4 separate regions of the Mus musculus genome follow, and regions 2, 3 and 4 are each linked to region 1. A link is a contact called in public Hi-C, Micro-C and promoter capture Hi-C data. All regions are on one chromosome and are shown on one strand. The core of a region is the stretch at or near the end of the contact, and the rest is flanking DNA. Distances in the headings are between cores, read along the strand shown. Region 1 holds the start of Vac14 (Vac14 homolog (S. cerevisiae)). Region 2 overlaps Sf3b3 (splicing factor 3b, subunit 3). Region 3 holds the start of Il34 (interleukin 34). Region 4 overlaps Il34 (interleukin 34).

Region 1 (3,081 bases), core at 173-2,672:
TCTATCCTAGTCAATGAGTGAGCACCACTCCATAGCTTAGGGCTGGCCATGTGACCATTGTACAATGACTGAAATGTTCTCTAGTCTGCACTGTGCAGCTGTAGTGGTTGGCTCCTGAACACCCAGATTATGGGTAGTGAAACTGACGTGCTGAATTTACAATTTGTACTGATTCATTACTTTGTTGTTGTTGTTGAGACTGGATCTAGCCCCGTGACCAATGCTAATCTCAAACGAGTACAGTATTTCTGCCCGAGCCTTCCAAGTGCCAAATCTCAAGCCTGTGTCACTACTCTGGTTAACTTAAATTTACATAGACACATATGGTCCGCTGTTACCAAGTTGGATGTCTTAACTCCTAATGTTTTTCTAGTTTTACAGGCTGCTGCTTTCTACTCTTCTGAAACCACCTACTCAACTGACTGTTACTAAGATTTGGCTGGGGGAAAAACACGTGCTCTCTCACATACTCAGCAAAACATTACCGAATTAAACATTCCCTATTTCGAACACCTGGAAACACCAGTGCACTATTACACACACGTATACTATTGCAGAAGCGGGGAAGGGCAAATCTTCCCATTTTCACTTGCAAGGGAGGGTGGCCTGACAATCTTCTGAGCATTGGATCACGTGCTTTGACCTATTTCTACACTTGGCCACTTCAGAAGCTGCAAAGAGAAGGCGGGACACCATAAGCAAATTCTCCACCTCCTCAGAGAGGCCACTCTCCGATCTAGCTGGCTTTTGACTGAGGCCACACTGAATGTGTCAGGTACTGCGCTAGGTTCTGCACATACCTTAAGTCAATTCATTTTCACTGCTATCTGGGAGCACCAGGAGGTTAAGACTAGCAAAGATAGGGCTCTTGGATTTCCCGCTCTAAAGCAATGTGCTAAGAGCTGAAACCGGAGAGGTCAATACCGAACCCTCGCCGCGGGCAAGCAGAACCGCTAGGCGCTGCAAAGCCAGGGCGGGGTCCCAGGAGCTCTTACTTCTCGATCTCCAGCGCTGCAACCTTCCGCTTTTCGTAGAGTTTATCATTCAGGGCCCTTACGATGTTGGGAGTGAGCGGCGCAAAATCCTTCTCTGGGTTCATGGTGGCAGCTCGCGCTGCGCCTGGGAGCCTCCAGACACCTTAGCCCGAGGTTGCCTGGGCCGTGCCAGGGCCGGGGGAGTGTGCGGCTCCGCGCGGACACCGGAGCCTGCTCATGGGCTATGCCGCCCAGGGCCCGCCTGCCTCGTCCCGCCGCCACGCGCCGCCTCGGGTCCCCCTGCTCCGACCCTGCTCTCCCACGCGCGACCCGGTCCGCCCCACGGCTCACGCGACCAGCTCCCGCCAGGAACCGGCAACGCTCACTGGGCCGCGGCCATGTTACTCAGGTCACGTGACGCCGCGAGCACTTCCGCCTTCCGCCGACCGAAGGTTCCGCCCCCCCAGGCCACGCCCTCTCGTGCTTGCTGCAGCGGATTGGCCACACTTGTCAGGGATCCACCCCACTCTTCACCTGCTGCTGGCTTCGGTGCGGGTTTTTGCTGAGAGTGAAGAGCAGGTGGTGGGAGCCGTTTCAGGCTCACTGCCAGAGCTTTGCGCAGAGCGGGGGGCTTCTGGAAACAGTTTATAGAGGGAGCCTAACTCAAATTTAATTTATGCATTAATTCTTTGGTCACTTAACAGTCACTTTCGCGTATGCCAACGTTTCCACCATTTTCACCATATCTTAACCATCTGTCTGATTTTACATTTTATTTCTGCGTGTGTGCATGCACCAACGAGCGCCTTTGGAGGCCATAGGGCAACTTGGGAGGGAGTCGGATCTCCCCACCCACTCACCATGTGGGGGTCCCAGGATTGAGCTCCAGTCCGCCAGGTTTGGCGGCAGATGCCTTTGTCTGCTGAGCCACCCCTCTAATCCAATTATTATTTTAGAGACAGGGTCTCAAACTCTCTCTATAGCTGAGGATAGCCTTGAAATCTCGATTCTCATGCCTTTATCTGCTGAGTGCAGGGATTACAGGCAAGCGTCACTACAGTTGATCTTATGTGGTGCTGGGCGTGGAACCCCGGGTCTGGTCAAGTCTACCAACTGAGTCAAACCCTCAGATTGTATTTAATACACATGTGCTACTCAGATGTGTGTGTACATATGTATGGAGATCCGAGGTCAGGTGTCCTCTTTTTTTTTTTTTTTTTGTTTGTCTGTCTGTCTGTTTGTTTTTTCGAGACAGGGTTTCTCTGTGTAGCCCCGGCTGTCCTGGAAGACCAGGCTGGCCTTGAACTCAGAAATCCTCCTGTCTCTGCCTCCCAAGTGCTGGGATTAAAGGCGTGAGCCCCCATGCCGGGCAAGGTGTCCTCTTTTGCTCTTATTTTTCCACCCTTATTGAGACAAGGTCTTATGTGTCCTAGGCTGGACTCTATGCATAGTGATTAAAAAAAAAAAGTCCTGGCTAATTTTTATGTCAACTTGATACAAGCTAGAATCATCTGAGAGGAGGAAGCCTCAATTGAGAAAATGCCTCCATTAAGATTGGGCTGTAGGCGAGCCTGTAAGGCATTTTCCTAATTAGTGATTGATGTGAGAGGGTCCTGCCCACCATGGGTGGGTCCACACTAGGCAGAGGTTGCTGGATTCTATAAGAAAGTAGGCTGAGCAAGCTTTAAGGAGAAAGCCGGTAAGTAGCATTCCTCCATGGCCTCTGCATCAGCTCCTGCCTCTATGTTCTTACTTTGAATTCCTTCAGCGATATAAGCTATATGGCGAAATGAACCATTTCCTCCCCCAAGTTACTTTTGGTTTTGGTGTTTTTATCACAGTAGTAAAAACCTTAATAAGATAATAACTGAAAGGTTAGGTTCCTCAGGCCTCCACCTTCCTTATTGCTGGGATGACAGGCGTGGGCTACCACACTGGGTTTATGTGGTGCTGAGGACAGAGTGGGAGGCTTTGTGCATGCTAGTCACCTAACTGAGCTACACGCCCAGTCCCGACCTTTTCTGTAATGAGATCTTTCACTGAACCTGAAACTCATGGATTTGGCTGGGGGGCTGACCAGGGAGCCCTAACTGGCCCGTTTCCACCT
Region 2 (3,081 bases), core at 271-2,770, 210 kb before region 1:
GCAATTGGCACAAATAGATTTGCTCTAGTTTTTCACACAGTTACTTAAGGTTTTCTTATATGTTTTATTATTATTATTTTATTTTTATCGTCTCTTTTCCAAATACCTGAAGGAAATACTAGTCTTCAGACATTTATACTCAGCGTGTTTGGGCATTTACTTGTAGGTTGCTAGGACAGCCAATCGTCTTTTGAACATTCTGTTTTGTGTGTGCATGTGTGTAGTGACTGCACATAGAAGTGTTGTGAAAGGTTTCTAAAACTGTTGTGTCTCAACTGCCTTTCTAATGCTAGTAAATTTGAATTTTTCCTAACAGCTCCTCTGTTTTCTTTTTTCCAGATGAGTTTGATGCCTACATCATTGTGTCTTTCGTGAATGCCACACTTGTGCTATCTATCGGAGAGACTGTGGAAGAAGTGACTGACTCTGGCTTCTTGGGCACCACTCCAACCTTGTCCTGCTCCTTGTTAGGAGATGATGCACTGGTGCAGGTGAGCGTGCACCTCCTCAGCGTGCCTTGGCCGTCCGTCCTTTGCCCATCCTTTGCCCATCCTTCTCTTGTTTTGTGGTGTGCTTGAATTCATGTTTCTTCATTCTCACCTTCCAGAAAACCTGAGGGGAGGGTCTAATGTCTTATCAACATAAAAAGGGGTACTGAGAATTCATCCCTTTCAGGCTTTGAATAACTCGGCAGTTAGGAAAATTTGAAGCCTAACATTTCCTCCCTGTTGGTCATTCCCTATCACTGCTTTTCTCATCTTTATCATTAACATGTGGGCTTGGGACCTTTCTCAACTGAGGTGGCAAAGCATGAACATTTCAAAAACAAGCAGTGCCTCATTTGTGTGGTCCCAGTGTGCCAGTGTGAGGGCCATTCTGGGTGACAATCAGATTGCTAGTTAGATGTTCTTCTTTGACTGACTTCTAGGTGTATCCAGATGGCATCCGACACATACGAGCAGATAAAAGAGTTAATGAGTGGAAGACTCCCGGCAAGAAAACGATTGTGAAGTGTGCAGTGAACCAGCGACAAGTGGTGATCGCCCTGACTGGGGGAGAGCTGGTCTATTTCGAGATGGATCCTGTATGTTACTTGTTTTGTTCTGCTGGCCCTGTGTTATCTTCCATTATGGTCCTTGGGGTGGGGTTCTGTTGTTGTGCTTAGGCAGTGTTGTCAGTGTATGTATCTTAAGCATGCATGGATTCACAAGAAAGAGAATTGGGACTCTGAAGTGTCCACAAACAAGACAGTTTGGCCCCTTTTTTAAAGATTAAGGACAAAAACTAGGAAATCTAATTCAGATTACAGATGTGAAATCTCTTGAAAGCCAAATAGCTTGTTTTGTACCTCATCCTCATCTTCTAGTGAATATTTGGTAAAGAATTCTTTTATTTTCTTCTGTCTCGTTTCTCTTTTTTTGTTTTTTGTTTTGTTTTGTTTTGAGATACAGTCTAATGTAGAATTCTAGGCTGGTGACTCACAGCAGTCTTCCTGTCTCAACTTCACAAGTGCTGTGATTAGTCATGAGTTACTATTCCTGATTTTGCTATTTTATATGAAAATGTATCCAGAACTTACCTTCTACAGAAATCTCTAGTAGACTTGACATTTTTGTTGTTGTTTTGACTGTGTTTGAATTGGCTTTGGTGTATTAGGAAAGGGTTTTGTTTTTGAGATGGTCTCATGTAGACTAGATTGGCCTTGACCCTGTTCTTCTGTCTCCCTTTCTGTTTCCCATGTGCTAGAATTATAGTCTTGCATTACCACAGCTGGCTTTGTTCAGGGTTCTCATGATGAGAACAGATAAATGGCTTTATATATTTGTTTCTTGGTCTAGGATAGTGTATATTTATGCTACATCCTGCTTTTTTTCTTTCCCTCTGGGGCACTAACCTGTGAAGTTGATTTTGGGATCTGAAATGGTGAGATTCTTGGTCACTGACTTACTAAAAAGTGGAGTGAGATATAAAACAGTGTTAGCAGTGTTGCTCAGTTGATAGATCTCTAGCACTGTATAAACAGGGTGTGTTCAGACCCTTTGTAATCTCAGAACTCAGAGGAGGCCATGGTCTCAGGTTCATCCTTGAACGTAGCTAATAATAGTTACATGAAACCCCATCTCAGAAGCAAAAAGAGGGGTGAGAGGAGGCAAAAATAAAATTAAATTTAAAAAAAGTCTTAACAGCCCATCTTCCTTTCATACATAGTCCAGAGCTACAGGGTGAATTGTAGCACACAGACCTATTTTGTTTTTCTTCCTGTAGTCAGGACAGTTGAATGAGTACACGGAGCGGAAAGAGATGTCAGCAGATGTGGTGTGCATGAGTCTGGCCAACGTGCCCCCTGGAGAACAGCGATCTCGGTTCCTGGCTGTGGGGCTGGTGGACAACACTGTCAGAATCATCTCCCTCGACCCATCAGTGAGTGGCATTCTTAGTCTTCTGGGTGGGCCCTAAGCACCTGGCTCCCTAAAATCTGTGTCTATTGTTTTTCTCTCCTCTCCCCCATCTTGTCCAGCAGTGAGATCCTAAGCACCCAGTGTGGTGAGGTGTATGCTGCTGCCGCCTTTGATTCCCATAGCACACCTCGGGATGTTTAAGGATGTTGATCTGTGGCTACTATGTGTTTCTTCCTCAAAAGACTTGAATCCCTTTTGTAGTGTTTTAGATTCTATCTATGTTGTTCATGTTTTGCTTGCATGTTTGTATCAGGAAGTATCCAAGCCAACATGTAGATCCTGGGAGAGCAACAAGTTCTTTAAACCACTGGAGCCTTGCCTTCAGTTTAAAATCCTAAGACTGGTGATTAAAAAGGAATTTTACTTATTATAGGGCCTAATATGACTTTCTTACTTTGACCATTATCCACTTTGACAGAAATAAACAAGAGCTCCCCAAAACTTACTCTGAGATTTAGATTTAATAAGCATCTACTGTCTCAGTTTTCTTTTGGGGTTTCCATTTTCCTCAACAAAGATCCTCCTTCAATCCTAGCAGATTTCTGTGAGTATGTGTTTTCCAGAATTGTCTCTTACAGCAATTTTTCCTCCCCACTTCTGTTCCTTAGGACTGTTTACAGCC
Region 3 (3,081 bases), core at 252-2,751, 190 kb before region 1:
GATAAGGTTTAGGAAGAGTTTCATAGACTCCTTTTGAAAGGCCGGAGTAACGTGTGTGAATGGGACAAGTGCTAATATTTACTACGGGCTTCAGGGACTGGTGCTGTCCGAGAGACACACTGGGGACTCTGGCCTTTAGGTAGGCCAGGCTGTAACTAGAGAAGGCAGCTTTGCTCGTGAAGCTTGGAGAAACATCTGCAAGAGGCCATGTGGCAAAGAAATCTGTGGAAAAGCAGTTGACAGTGGAGTCTGATGACTTACTTGAGTGTGGCTGTGGTAACAGGAGGGTTGGCTGTCCTGAGCTCTGCAAGACCTGATGCCATCTTCATCCTGAATCAGCAGCCTATAAATTGAGCACTTGGAGGAAAGAAAGGACAGCACACCAGGTCCAGAGGCTCTGAAGAGTGGCATCTTGTGGCTGTGTCCCCATCTCTACCTCTTCTGTCTGACAGGATAGCCTTGACAGAGCTTTTGTGGAGGGCCTTTGTGGTGTGGTCCCAGTAGCCACTGCAAGGGGGGATGGAGAGTTAGCTGGGTGCATACCAGTGTGGGCACATTGTCTTCCTGCAAGTTCAGGGAATCCAGTTCTCTCAATCTAATTAAGAACGCCTTTCTTGAACAACACCATTCATTAGCATTTAGAATAGGGCAAGCCCTTGTGTCCAGATCAGCATTCCCAGACTAAGCTGTGTGGAGTCCCTTGAGTGGCCCTTTACTGAGAGAGGCTGTGTTTAAGTTGAGGAAAGCTAGTCTTCCTCCCTTGTTGATAACGATGCCTTCAAAACACCACCACTACCATTGCTATGTCTAGGTGGAAGAGCTGAAGGATCTTTCAGGGGATGGAAGTCACCACCTGTAACTACTCCAAAGACAGTCATAAAATTAGGGAAGAGTGGTGGCACAAGCCTATAATCATAGCACTATAAAGTCAATCTCTAGACTAATTTGAAGCTAGCCTGGGCTATACTGGGATACTAAAAGGTTGGCAAAGAAAGAGATGTTGTCCCAGCTGCACAGGGCCTTGTCACTATTACCAGGAAAGCAAAAGTGGCTATGTCTGCAGGTGTGGCTCAGAGTCTTCAGAGGTTCCCATGAGGGTTGTCTCAGGCTTTGGTGTTAGACCTCAGTAAGCAGCTGTGTGTGTTCTTGGGTAAACTACCTCCCTGCGCTCAGGTCTTGTCTGTAGACAGGTTAACAAGCCAAACAAACAAACCAAAAAAACAACAAAAAAAACCTCTCCTAGGTCCCATCAGCTGTACTCAATTTTGTAATGAAAGAGGTATTCCAGGTATTAAAGAGAGGACCTGGAATTTTCCCCTAAAAACCAGTTCAATCTACATAGAAACTAAAGATACCCCAGATTCTAGAGACACCCCATATTCACCCTCAGGGCTGTCCCCTTGCCTTGACTGACTGTGCTTGATGCTCCCTCCTACTCCACACTCCAAGACAGGCTGGGGCCATGTGGCCCCGCCCCACCCTGCCCTTGTTAGCTCCGGTTCTAGAAACAAATCTGAGCTGCTGTAGCGTGTGTCCCCCGCCCTCCGAGAAGACTGTAGGCTGAACACACAACAGCCTGTCCCACACAGCATTTACTGCCACAGCCCCCAAGGCACCTGCTCCAGGCCTTGAGCTGCTCAAAGCTTCCGGCGACGGCGACTGTAGAAGCCCACATCCTGGCAGGTGAGCAGGTAAGCAGAATGGATGGGTTTCTTTCACAAGGCTGCTCCCTCCCCGTCGCAGTCTCTGAGGGCCGATTTAACAGGCAGAGAGACTTGAGCCCCAGTCGATAAGGTGCTGGCTAAGAAGCTCTGAAATGGTATGAACTCTGCTGCGGGGTTTTTTTTTTTTTTTAATTTTTTTTCATCCAATGATTTCGCAGCCTTGCGGGAGAAAAATAGAGCTGTATAACTTATCAAATTGACTTACCTGTGCTTCCGTCCTGGTTCTGTCAGTTGGCAAATGCAATCTCTGAGTGCTTTTGGCTTCCTGGAACTGAACATTGCTTTAGCTCTTTATACCTTATTGTGCCATGTGCATGAATTATTACTTGTATAAACTTCCTTGTCAAAAATTAATTGAGGCTAGCTGGCATGGTGAGGCACTCTGGAATGCCAGCACATGGGAGGTGGAGGTGGGAGAATTAGTCACCCTTGGTTACTTAGCAAGTTCAAGGCCAGCCTCAAATTAAAAAAAAAAAAAAAAACTTTAAAAGAAAGGAAAACACAGGGCAGGGAGAGAAGTGTTTGCAGGGTGCTGAGGACCTGAGTTCTTTCTCTAGAACGTGTGTGAAGAAACACTGGGCATGGTGGCATGTTTGTAATCCCTGTGCTGGGGAGGTGGGGACAGGTGGATTCTTGGGGCTTGCAGGCTGGGCAGTCAAGCCTGCTTGGCTAGTTCCAGGCCAATGAGAGACCCTGTCTCAAAGAAAGGTGGGCAGTGACTAAAGGAATGGCACATAAAGTGATTCTCTGCCCTCTGCATTGCAACACACACACACACACACACACACACACACACACACACATACACACGGAGAGGGGGGAGGGAGAGAGAGAGAGATTGCATAGGTGAGCCAGTGTTTTAGAAATTATAATGAAGTGCTTCTACTTTTACACTTTGCTTTTTGTTTGTTTGTTTTGGGTTTTTTTTTGTTGTTGTTGTTGGGTTTTTTTGTTTTTGTTTTGGGTTTTTTTTTTTTTGAGACAGGGTTTCTCTGTGTCGCCCTGGCTGTCCTGGAACTCACTCTGTAGACCAGGCTAGCCTCGAACTCAGAAATCTGCCTGCCTCTGCCTCCCGAGTGCTGAGATTAAAGGTGTGCACCACTGCCCGGGTTTTTGTTTTTGTTTTTTTTTAATTAAACAGGGTCTTACTGTATAGCCCTGGCTGCCCTGGAACTTGCTATGTCGACCAGGCTAGCTTCAAACTCTGCCTGCATCTGCCTCTACACCTGGCAATAACCATTATTTTAACAATCTACGTGGCGTTGGCCACATTCACAAACTCATCTCAGAATGTCTTTGGTCCCAGTGAAGTTCAGTTGTTCTTAGAATGTTTTTGCAACCAGCAACTTGGCCTCCG
Region 4 (3,081 bases), core at 171-2,670, 130 kb before region 1:
TGGTGGGACGGCTCTGAGTAAAAGGCACACCTGGTACCCAGGACTGATGGCCTGAGTCCAATTCCCAGAACCCACATCAAGGCGGAAGGAGAGAACCAACTCCTGAAAGTTAATCTTTGACCTCCACATCAGTGCTGAGAGTCATGTCCACACTATTAATAATAACAATAAATAATAAGGTGTCAGATTCTAGACTCACTGATGTGTAGTATGTTCACAGGCTGTGCGAAGGTTACCTTTGTAAGTGTCAGATGAACCATATTTTTCACTTCCAAAGTACCATGTCTCCTGAAAATCCTGGGTTCCTCCCCTGGGCCTGAAACTTCAGCCCTTACAGGACTTGTGTATCTGATCTCACACCCCCCACCCCCACCTCCTTTGTCCGAGGGGAAAAGAGAGCTGTCTTTTAGCCCAGTTGTCCAGATCTGACCTCTCAGTAGAGGACCTGTCTGTTGTCAACGCTGCTAGGCTGCGTTCCTCTCTTGGGGGTCCCGTCTAAACAGTTTCTGCCTCATAGCTTATGGTTTGTTCTTGTTCCTCTTCAGAAACATTACTTCCCCATCAACTACAGGATTGCTGTGCCTTATGAGGGGGTACTCAGAGTGGCCAACATCACAAGGCTGGTGAGGACCCTTCCCGGGGTGGGGAGCCGCTGCCTGCCACAAGTCACTTAGAAGCTTGTGGGTCTTGGCAGGTTGTCCCATTGGCCTTTCCCTAGCCACTCAAGCAAAGCCTGCCACTAACCTAGGCCCAAGGTTGTCTGCTGGCAGCCGTGGGTGACTGTGATGGGTCCCAGGCAGTGGCAAATGCATGGGGGTAGGGGAGTGGTCAGTGCCCAGAGGCCTACGCTTGTGCGTCACTGATGTCTCCTGTCCCTGCAGCAGAAGGCTCACGTGAGTGAGCGAGAGCTTCGGTACCTGTGGGTCTTGGTGAGTCTCAATGCCACTGAGTCTGTGATGGATGTACTTCTCGAGGGCCACCCGTCCTGGAAGTATCTACAGGAGGTTCAGACATTGCTGGAGAACGTACAGCGGAGCCTCATGGTGAGCTGTGCGCATGCGCGTGTGGGTTTGGCCGATGCTGGCAAAGGGCTAAGAAGGGAGAGTTCTGCCATGCGCTGAGCATGTGAGACACACGAGGGATGGGGACAGAGAGGATTTGGGACCTTGTTTCAAGCTTACCTGAGCGCCCCTCTTAAAAAAATTTTTTTTATTATTGTTGTTTTTAATTTTATAACCCATTGAGTCCAATTACTTCTGCCCACTGTTCACTACCCACGCTGGCTAGACCTTGTACAGGTGTTGTGAGGTAACCAGTGTACTCATGGGTGCACCGGGCATGCCATCTTCATAAGACAGCATTATTTATTTGCTTGTTTGAGAGAGTTTCATTCTGAAACCCCGCCTGGCCTGAAACTTGCTGTGTAGAACAGGCTTTGCCTCTTGTGTCCTGAGTCTTAGACAAGCCAGGGAATCCTCTAATTTCATATTTGTATCTGAAAAAATGAGGCTCCTCTAGAAAGGGGAGAAGGAAGAAGGCAGAAGATAGTGAAATTTTTTTGTTCTTTAAAGACACAGAAATATTGTAAGAATGTGTCTGCATTTTAATCCCAGGTGTGGGATATGGGGCTGCTTCAGATTGTCCACAGCAGCTGACTCTGATTTGCCTCGTGCTCTAGCAGAGGCATGGTTTTGTCAGCTGCAGATAGTTTCTGCGAGTGTGTGATGTTTGGATGGATGGATAGATAGATAGAAGGGGTTGTTTTGGACAGCTGGTGGTTAGATGTCGTTTGTTACACAGTTTGTTGAGATGAGAAGAAGAAATTAGATATTCTGATGGTGGGTGAAGATCAAACATGCCCCAAGAACTTGACACCCCTAATCAGCAGGAAGTAGTCTAATGATAACATCGCCCCCTTTCCCCTCTATGCTTTTTTCTCTACTATTTAGTGTTAGGGGGTGGAGAAGGGTGGAAGAAAAAAAGAACCCACAAAGTAGCCAAAGGTTCAGTTACAAGGTGGACTGACAGGAACTTTCAGAGTATTGAAACTGTTCTGTGTAACTCGGTGACAGTGGACACTCTGCTTTTATCAAAAGCCCGTGGAGCGTGGAGGGCGAGCCATAATGACTATGACTTGAGTTTAGAACAAGCATGGGAAGGAAAGGAGATAGTGTGTGGCATGACTGTAACCCAGCACTCTGGAGGCTTGAGGTGGGGGAGATGTTAGGTTCAAGGCCAATCTGGGTTACATAGTGGGAGCCTGTCTCAGAAGCAGCCCTCGAAGCCATCTGATCATCCAACCGAAAACCTCCCGAGTTGTAACCTGACAGACATGTCCCTACCTCCTCAGGCCGTTGGTGTACACCTGCCGGGACACGTACTTGTGACCCTGCTCAGCCAGCTGCCTGGCCTCCCCAGCCCATGGGCCAGATCATTTGACACCAGCTGGGAGCTTCTGATGATGAAAGGTTTGGGACAGGCGACTGTTTTTGCAGCTGTCTGGAACTTCTCCTGGGATGGTTCTCCCAGTTCCTGCTAAGAGGGTCGCACGGATTTGCCCTTTTGTGCTTGTGAGCAAGATGGGTGTCCTGGGCAAGCTGGCTTGGCTTGAGGAAGAGACCTTTTCTGCCTTTGTTTTACCCATCGAACAGACACCGAGAAGCTAATGTGTGTGAGGTTGGGCAGGAGAGTGTGAGGCCTCCGCCCTCTGATTCTGGTCCTGGGCTCTCTGACTGAGGCACTGTACATAGCGATGGTTATATTACTCAGATGTAGTTGGGTCTGGTCCCTTTTCCTTCCCCTCCTGGCTGCTGAAAGCTTAGCCAGTATACTGGGTACTCCCTCTACCACTGAGATATACCCCAACTCTGCAGCCAGATTTTTTTTTTTAATGTGTATGAGTACACACTGTAGCTGTCTTCAGACACACCAGAAGAGGACATTGGCTCCCATTATTGATGGTTGTGAGTCACCATGTGTTTGCTGGGAATTGAATTCAGGACCTCGGGAAAAGCAGTCAGTGCTCTTAACCACTGAGCCATCTCTCCAGCGGCCCCACCCCCCCAACCTTGAGCTCACAGA

What was found. A called contact is a pair of places that touch in the nucleus more often than the background predicts. Capture Hi-C pulls out chosen DNA fragments and counts their contacts.
Region 2: a contact with region 1 is called in a Micro-C map of granulosa cells, with 2.1 times the contacts expected there. The contact joins the enhancer-like site here to the promoter of Vac14 in region 1. A contact is called at or near these places in 9 of 39 promoter capture datasets (3T3-L1-derived adipocytes, the HPC-7 cell line, cranial neural crest and 6 more), 19 of 484 Hi-C or Micro-C datasets (B cells, the C10 cell line, the G1E-ER4 cell line and 13 more), 2 of 115 datasets of contacts at active chromatin or transcription factors (effector CD8 T cells and embryonic stem cells) and 2 of 9 other capture datasets (adipose tissue and embryonic stem cells).
Region 3: a promoter capture Hi-C map of pancreatic islet shows a contact between it and region 1. The contact joins the promoter of Il34 here to the promoter of Vac14 in region 1. A contact is called at or near these places in 8 of 39 promoter capture datasets (3T3-L1-derived adipocytes, the HPC-7 cell line, HPC-7-derived erythroid cells and 6 more), 5 of 484 Hi-C or Micro-C datasets (B cells, the C10 cell line, the G1E-ER4 cell line and 2 more), 5 of 115 datasets of contacts at active chromatin or transcription factors (effector CD8 T cells, embryonic stem cells, memory CD8 T cells and 1 more) and 2 of 9 other capture datasets (adipose tissue and pancreatic islet).
Region 4: a contact with region 1 is called in a Hi-C map of the G1E-ER4 cell line, with 2.3 times the contacts expected there. The contact joins the enhancer-like site here to the promoter of Vac14 in region 1. A contact is called at or near these places in 6 of 39 promoter capture datasets (the 3T3-L1 cell line, 3T3-L1-derived adipocytes, the C10 cell line and 3 more), 1 of 15 datasets of contacts at CTCF or cohesin (the NIH/3T3 cell line), 17 of 484 Hi-C or Micro-C datasets (the 3T3-L1 cell line, 3T3-L1-derived adipocytes, the BV-2 cell line and 12 more), 9 of 115 datasets of contacts at active chromatin or transcription factors (the SCID.adh cell line, bone marrow-derived dendritic cells, embryonic stem cells and 2 more) and 2 of 9 other capture datasets (adipose tissue and pancreatic islet).

The regions. Positions count from the first base shown.
Region 1 is chr8:110,616,908-110,619,988 of GRCm38.p6, reverse strand. Vac14 (Vac14 homolog (S. cerevisiae)) reads right to left here and starts at 1,422. Exons shown (of 19, transcript NM_146216.3): 1 at 996-1,422. The coding sequence starts at 1,099.
Region 2 is chr8:110,823,505-110,826,585 of GRCm38.p6, reverse strand. It overlaps Sf3b3 (splicing factor 3b, subunit 3), which reads left to right. Exons shown (of 26, transcript NM_133953.2): 12 at 340-491; 13 at 929-1,084; 14 at 2,266-2,421; 15 at 3,068-3,081. Among named protein-coding and RNA genes, the nearest start is that of Snord111, 14 kb to the left of the region's middle. Within about 2 kb of position 1,520, at least 28 of the 459 cell types and tissues checked have an H3K27ac peak or open chromatin away from gene starts, as enhancers often do. A contact at or near this core is called in embryonic fibroblasts and granulosa cells, where this site is marked.
Region 3 is chr8:110,804,344-110,807,424 of GRCm38.p6, reverse strand. It overlaps Il34 (interleukin 34), which reads left to right and starts at 1,501. Exons shown (of 7, transcript NM_001135100.2): 1 at 1,501-1,691. Gm15895 (a long non-coding RNA gene) reads right to left here and starts at 2,229. Exons shown (of 2, transcript XR_003947455.1): 1 at 1,930-2,229; 2 at 1-507.
Region 4 is chr8:110,746,205-110,749,285 of GRCm38.p6, reverse strand. It overlaps Il34 (interleukin 34), which reads left to right. Exons shown (of 7, transcript NM_001135100.2): 4 at 546-623; 5 at 882-1,043. Among named protein-coding and RNA genes, the nearest start is that of Gm15894, 7.9 kb to the left of the region's middle. Within about 2 kb of position 1,420, at least 5 of the 459 cell types and tissues checked have an H3K27ac peak or open chromatin away from gene starts, as enhancers often do. A contact at or near this core is called in the G1E-ER4 cell line and the SCID.adh cell line, where this site is marked.